Regions from separate parts of the Mus musculus genome. Here region 1 is linked to region 2. A link is a contact called in public promoter capture Hi-C data. All regions are on one chromosome and are shown on one strand. The core of a region is the stretch at or near the end of the contact, and the rest is flanking DNA. Distances in the headings are between cores, read along the strand shown.

Region 1 (3,619 bases), core at 1,068-3,567, 690 kb before region 2:
ACACACACACACACACACACACACACACACACACACACACACACACACCCTTTGCCAAAGGCTGGAAATTCCTTGTTCTCAACGGAAGAGAGTAGGCGGGTGTGTGGGGGTGGTAGCCGTGGGAGGAAAGCGAAGAACAGACTTCTCAGCTGCTCTGGCTGCGGGCTGCGGGGGCGCTCTGGGCCTCTGCTGGGGCCTGACAAGTCAATGCTGCTTTTTTGTATTTTTTTTCCCCTAATGTATGTATTTTAAAATACACACACAAGGACTCGGATACAATCCACAGACACAGATACACAGTAGATATAAAGAAACAAACACATAAACTCAAAATGCTGTCAATAGTCTTCGATCTGACTAGCTACAATTAACAATTTCCACACAGGCGCTCTACTTAAATCTCATGGCAAGTCTTGAGGAACAAAGCTACAAATGATACTCCGTAGTTTCACTCTCACACTCAGGTTCTCATCGGGACCCATTCTGACCCACAAAGGGACCCGGGCAAGTGTCTCAGCGAAATCTATCTTCTCTCCTTCCCTCCTGGTCCCAAACACGGGAGCCAAGGCCTCAGATTCGGCGTCTCTCCATCGTCTTCTTTCCTGGACCAGGACCAGGCACACAGTAAGTTCCGGCTCCCCGGCTTCACGCCCCAAGCTTCCCCACCCCCTACCGCGGCACTAGCTGCCCTCCCTCTCTCCAGACCCCAGGACTTAGCGCCACCCTAAAGGGACCTGTGGGAGGGAGGGGGGCGCCCGGAGCAAAGGCAGTGTGGGCGAAGGATGTGCGTCACGGGGAGCGTGGGCAGGGGGGAGGGCGGGGGCACGAGGAAACCCGGGGCCAGCGGCTGGCAGCCCAGACTCCAAAATAACCGGACGGGGGAGTGGGGGAGGGGCGCCGCACACATTGAAGGAAAGGCCGTCTAGTCGCGCCCTCCTTAGTAGCAAAGGGTCGGGAGAAGGACCCTGCACCTTCCTACAATCCCTAGTATGTTTGGAAGACAAAAACCTGAGCTATTGAAATCGTTCCTCCTAAAGTACCCATCCCTCTTCGGGAAACCAAGAGATCCCCCTCCTCGTCAGTCTGGAATGAATCTGGAATGTAGAACCCGCCCCGACCCACACCACCCACGCCCTGCTGGGGCAAGCCACTCACAAGTGCTGAGCAGAGGGGCGGAGCCGAGGTTTCAAACTAGAGGGACGTTTCCTCTGGCCAGTCGGCCACGCTTTCCACCCCCACCCTCCCTTTCCCCAAAGGCCTACACAACCCCCGCGTGCCCAATACCCCCCCCCCAACCCTCCTAGCCGTGGGCGTGTAATGGGAACCAGATGGGACTAGAAGAAACCGAGGGGGTTGGGCTCCTTGAAGGCGGTCCTCCACGGTGGACAGTCACGTAGACTACTCTTAGCCTTTTGCTCAGCTTCCACTTCACTGTCCAGAGAGGTTCAATAACTCATGACCTCAGAGAAGGTACCTGCCTTTTCCTGGCTTTGCTATCTAGTCGTCCAAGCAGTAAGGCCTGGCCATCAGAAAAGAGGGTGCCACGAAAACATGGTAAACCCATCCGGGCTCTACCTAGCAACCCCGACGTGCCTAACCAACGCTCAAGTAAATAGTAGATTCTAGTATAACTTACGACCAAGGTTTGAGAGCCGCCTCTTCATATTACAACCTTTAGGCCAGAGAACGGTGTTAAGATACCGAAGGGATTCCTGCGCAGCCCCGCGCTAACAGGTTTACCCTAAGGATACATCCTAGGGGAGCCGAGCAGGAGGAACAGCACACCCCGACCCTTCGCTAACTTTTCCCCCATCACTTCTAACATTCAAACTAACGGCTCGGCGCGGCCAGAGTGCGGCCAACGGGCGTCCGCGTCGTTGTTTGGACGCGTGTGCACGTACGTGCGCGTGTCTTTGTATACTTGTGCGTGGTTGTGAAACTGCGCTCTCGGCTCACAGGAGTAGGAGTGGTGCAGGGAGTAGGAATGTAGCCGGCGGGGCGCTCACGTGGGTACGTGGGCGCAGAGAGGGCCGGCTGTGCATCCGGCGTGGGCGGCAAGGAGCGACCTGCCCCGCCCGTTGGGTCCCCAAGCTCCCCCTTCCACAGCTCGGCCTCGGTCACCTCGGTCCCCAACTCAGCGCCCGATTCCTGAGTCCCCGCTCCGCCTCCACACCTCCCCCCCCCCCCCTTCCCCCAAGTCTCCTCCTCTCAGTCTCCACAGCAGCCTCTCCAAGGCTCAGGCCTGGGCTCCCACCCACCGCCTCCGGTCCCAGCCCCCGGTTCTGCCCACGCCCTCCTCCCGCCAGCCCGGCAGCCAGCGCAGCGCCGGGCCTCGCTCCCTGTGCGTCCTGCGGGGGAGGAGGCGCGGAGAGGCGGCAAGCGCAGCCGGGGAGGTGGGGGCAGAGGCACAGACAGAGGCGCGGAGGCTCCGAGAGAGAAGACGTGGAGGGAGGGACGGAGCCTGGACAGCGGTGGACCCGGGCCGCGCGCGCCAGGCAAAGAGCAGCGCGCAGCAGGCGCCGGGCACCGAGAGGGGAGGCACTGGTGATCTCTGGCCGTCCATGCACAGAGCTCCCTCTCCCACAGCGGAACAGCCACCTGGCAGAGGGGATAACACACGCCGGACCCCGCAACCCAGATTCAAGTTAGTGGGCAAAAGGAGGTGGCAGGGAGTGGAGATGGGTGGAGTTGGACTCCGGAATGGGGTCTAAAGGGTGGAGGTCGAAAAGAGGACGTGGGGAAGCGGGACGGAGGTGGGAGGTGGAGACTGATGGAAAAGGGGGTGAGTATTCGAAATAGGGGATCCTGGAAGCAAACAAAGACCCGATGAACCTGGATACGATAGAGTACTGCCTCGTTTTCCACTCCAGGTTTACTCAGTGGGCATAACCTGGCACATGAGCCCCCTGCAAAGAATGTCCCCCCAGCCAGGGGAAGCTCCAGAGCTTGATCTGTCAACAGTGTGAGGGGTGGCGGCTCTTAGCTGTCTCAGTGTGTCATTAGCAGGCATCCGGGAGAAGGTGGTTCCTTTGAGTTAAGCATCTGCGGGCCTGAAGGGGGTGTGCTTCAGGCCTCCCTTGTCCGTGAAATGACCATTCACAGGGTGAGGAGGGGTGCAGCCCCTTCCTCAAGAGACCTTCAACCTCTCCCGCACTCCCTTGTCGAAGATAAGGGTGGAAAACAAGCGAGAGGAGAGTAGGCGGGAGCCCCCAGGCGGTTTTCGCCCACAGACGCTGCTACTGTGGGAGTGTGTGGGAAGAAGGGCCCCAGAGCAGAACAATCAAGGCTTCCCTCCCCCTTTCCCAGAAGAGAGGGGCCTGCTGAATAGTAGGAAGGATCAATCAAAGGAGAGGGGGTAACTGAAGGGAACTGGGCAGCCTTTGGAAAGTTGGGACAGAGTCTAGGAAGGGTGCTTTAATCCTTGGAAGCGAAGAACAGGAGCAAGGGTCTACCAGGTTCCCTAAATGCCAAGGAAGAGGCCACACCCCTCCCTCTCAGCTACCTGGCCAAGGAGTACAGCTGCCAGCAATAGCTCTTAGTATTCTAAGTTAACTTTAATATGGGATGTTACATTAAGTAATGTTGAGGCTGCTGAGTATTTAGGGGGAAGAGGTAAGGA
Region 2 (3,624 bases), core at 604-3,103:
AACCCCAGGAAAAAGTGACCTGCTGCTTAGTATTAGTAGGGGATGACTACACCCAGGCCCCACAGCTGGCCTCCTTCCAGGCTCTAGGTCTCAGTCTACTCAATTGTGGCACGGGCCTTTTATGCCCCTCCGGAATAGAAAGAAAGGGCTGCAGCGCCTGAGATCTGGTTCCAAGAGCGTGCTCGCCTCTCAGCCTCTGAGCCAAGTGGCCACAGTCCTGGGAGTTCTCTAGAAAAAGAAAAAGGAGGGAGGGGGGCAACACTAGTCCTTACTCTGGGCGGAAATTTCTACCAGCTATCTTGAACACAATGCTCAAGGCCAGATGAACATAGGGGAGAGGAGAGTTTCAGGGGACCCCACTGTGATCAAACCGAGCAATCCCATTTTCCCAGCCCCAATCTCCTCCCCGCCCCCGCGGGAGGCTGAGGCCTCCGCTTCGCTCCCCAAGCACACCCCAGATAGGGCCTGCCTGCGGACGTCCCTGTTTGCTTCAATCCGACGACCTCCCCCTGCAATCGGGGTGGGGGGTCGCGAGCCTCTGCCCACAGACAAACTCGCACTTTTTCGCTGCGCGATTCAGAAACACGCTGGGTCTGATGCCATCCGGCGAATTATGTAACCAGGGACACCGCTCCCGGGCTAAACAAACGCGGCTGTGTCTGTGCAGCGGCGGCCCCGGGGGAGCGCACGGGGCAGGGAGGGGCTCCGGCCGGGCCTCGGGTCCGGCTTGTTTGCTCCGCCGAGCCGCGAAGAGAGTCCCGCGCCCGGCAGTGACCGCGGCCCTCCCCCCTCCCCCACCACCGCCCCCGCCTCGGGCCGGTGAACTTCGTCCCGAGTCCCCGCGCCGCCACCGCCGAGCTCCCGGGCATCCCGGTCCTGCGTGAAAACTCCGGTCCCGGTGGCGTTCCAGCTCGGGACCCCTCGTACCCTCCCCAGAGCCCCGGGGCAGGCGCGCAGCGGTGGTGGGTGGGGGAGGAGTGACCACTCCATCTCCGCGGCTCGGGTGGGGGCGGCGCGGGTGGCCTGGCGCGACGCGCGCCCTCCCGAGCCTCTGACTGCCCCCGGGGGGGGAGGGGTGGCCGGACGGGTGACAGCTGCGCGGATGACACCCTCCCGCCCGGCGCTGGCAGCCGGGGCCTCGCTCAGCCCCCACCGGGGTCCGAGAGCCCGACGGGTGCGCGAGGACCGACGGACCCCGGGTCCAGCCGGATCCTCCGCCCCCTCCCCGTTCGGGGGCGACACAAAGTTTTGGGAAGTTGCGCCCCTACCTTGCTTGGTGAGCACCAGGGCGTCTTCCCTCCGCGCCTGGGTGATGATGGAGCCGTGTTCCATCTAACAATCCCGCGGGCCCGGGCTGGCTGGGCGGGAGGACGCGCGGGCGGGCGCGCAGGCGGGCTGGGCTGGGGGGCCTGGGCGGGGGCCCGTCGGGCTCCGGCTCCCGAGACTCCGACTCCCGCAGCTGTTCACATCCCCCTCGCGTTTCCTCCCCGGGCCGGGAAGGGAGGCGGCCTGCACAGAGGGCGGGCGGGCCAGGCGGCGGCTTCCCCGGTGCCCCCAGCCCCGATCCCCCGGTGGCAGCTCCGGGCTCCTCAGTTTGGGTCCAACATGGAGAATCCGGAGCGAAAACAAGAGGAGGAAATGGGACACGGGGCGGTTTCCAGGCTCCCCCCTCCCCTCCGTACTCCAGATAAACAACCCGCGGCTGCAGCGCCCACCCCCGCGCTCCTCCCAGATCTTGGGCCGGCCTCTTCGCCGCCTGCCGGCGCGTTCCGCTCCAGGCCAGCGTCCTAGGCCCCGGGACCCTCCTCCGGCGAGCAGCGGGGGCCGCGGACCCTGCAGAGGTTTGCTATTTTCTTACGGAAAAAGCGAATCCCCGAGGGGGGTGGGGTGGCGGGCGGGCAGGCTGGCGGGGGAGACTTGAAACCGCTCCGGCACTCCGATTGGCCCGCTCGCAGAAAGGGGGCGTGGCCCCTCCTTACTATGCGGTGCAAGGACCCAACAACATTCCAGTCGCCACGGCCACGCCCCCGGGCCACTCCCCGCTTGCTGGGCTGCGGCCTCCTGGTCCTCTCGGCCACACCCCCTTCCCAACTACTTAAAAAGGCCACTCCAACGCTCCGCTTTCCGTGCTCGGTGCTGGGGTGTTTGTGTTTCCGACGCTTTACTCCAAGAAGGCTCAATGGTTCCGCCCTACGAAACCTGGGGAAAAATGGAGAAGCCAGATTGGGTTCGAGGCAGTTACGGTATTTCCTGCTTAGAGCCCAGTGCCTTATATAAGAATACCGCTGATATGTACCTGGGAAGGAGTGTGTAGGGGGCGGAACCGAGACTCCAGAGTGTGAGGAATGGAACTGACCTCTGGAAATGACACCTTATGTATTAAGGCCACCTTAGGTGCCAGCCCCTCCCACTCAGGCATCTACCCTATCCTCCCAGTCCAGCTCCCCCTCCCACCCCCAACTCCCATCTCATGGTTCCATCCTCAGTTTGAGGAGGATAGAGGTGCTTAGTGGACCCAGAAAGCTCTCCCTCATTTTTTAGGCCCAGGCTCAGGTTTGAACTCCCAAACTTAAGGTTTCTCAGGAAGGGTTTCTCCACTTGTCTGCTAGGAGTAGCAGCTCCAAAGAAGCAGTTTTAACTCTGTATCGGGTTGTTGTAAAAATTGTATGCTGTATATGCACCCCATTGCACCTGAAGGAGGTCTCTTCTATCCTTCCACAGTGGGCTCTGGGAATCAAACTCGGCTTTCCTGGGAAGCGCTCTTACTGGCTAAACCATCCCATTGACCCATTTCAAATGCTTTTTGGTGATGGATGAGTTACTATGATTCAAGGCCATAGTTCCTGGGGAATGGGGGGTGGGGGGCACCTGGTGGCTTTCCTACTGCAGTCCTCATAGCTAGACATTTGTGTCTCTTCATCTTGTCCAAGTAGGTCATAACCTACAAGGCACTATCATCATATGTATATATCCTATGTTCCTTACAAGTGCGAATGTTTCTACACACACACACACTGCTCTTTTTTCCCCTTTTTTCCCCCTTTTCTTTCTTCTTTTTTTTTTTTTTTTTTTTTTTTACATAACACCATTTTAATGAAAATGCTGTTTTTCTAAAATGAATGTGACTGTTAGAGAGGATCTGAATGATGCTTATGTAACCTCAAACCCTGAGTCTGGGTAGATTCTAATTCATTAAAGGAAAGGAAGCCGGGGGAGTTCTGACATATTTGCCTCCCACCTTTAAAACAATGGGATCTGTAAGGACTGTCTCAGCCGGTTGCTAAGGGACCTTGTTGGACTTTGACCCTGTGCTCCAGCTAGGCGGTTCCCTGCCAAGGCCTGCTCTCTTGTCCGTTGGATGACACTTCTCTCCTGTTCATTTCCTCTTCCATAGATAGTTTCTCCCCTGTAATATTTATAAAGTACTTCCATATATATTATTACCTGGCCTGTTTAATTTTTCATGTTATGGTTAGCAGAATAGATATGCTCATCTTCGAGAGGAAGAAACATGGTCTGGAAAGGGTTAATCGAGATTCATCTGAGGTCCCAGCTGATGAAGCAGCAGCAGCAGTGGGGAAACTGAGGCAGGCCTGTCATGATTTCGGGTCCTTCTACACACCT

What was found. Promoter capture Hi-C pulls out the DNA fragments that hold promoters and counts their contacts.
Region 1: a promoter capture Hi-C map of pre-B cells shows a contact between it and region 2, with 2.0 times the contacts expected there. The contact joins the promoter of Nab2 here to the promoter of Ctdsp2 in region 2. A contact is called at or near these places in 3 of 39 promoter capture datasets (embryonic stem cells, erythroid cells and pre-B cells), 5 of 484 Hi-C or Micro-C datasets (embryonic stem cells, muscle stem cells, myocytes and 1 more) and 3 of 115 datasets of contacts at active chromatin or transcription factors (embryonic stem cells, memory CD8 T cells and pancreatic cancer cells).

The regions. Positions count from the first base shown.
Region 1 is chr10:127,665,401-127,669,019 of GRCm38.p6, reverse strand. It overlaps Nab2 (Ngfi-A binding protein 2), which reads left to right and starts at 2,317. Exons shown (of 7, transcript NM_008668.2): 1 at 2,317-2,644. The coding sequence starts at 2,562. It overlaps 1700012D01Rik (RIKEN cDNA 1700012D01 gene), which reads right to left and starts at 1,897. Exons shown (of 2, transcript NR_045171.1): 1 at 1,637-1,897; 2 at 169-602.
Region 2 is chr10:126,976,946-126,980,569 of GRCm38.p6, reverse strand. It overlaps Ctdsp2 (CTD (carboxy-terminal domain, RNA polymerase II, polypeptide A) small phosphatase 2), which reads right to left and starts at 1,853. Exons shown (of 8, transcript NM_001113470.1): 1 at 1,269-1,853. The coding sequence starts at 1,332. Gm40798 (a long non-coding RNA gene) reads left to right here and starts at 3,050. Exons shown (of 2, transcript XR_872169.3): 1 at 3,050-3,624.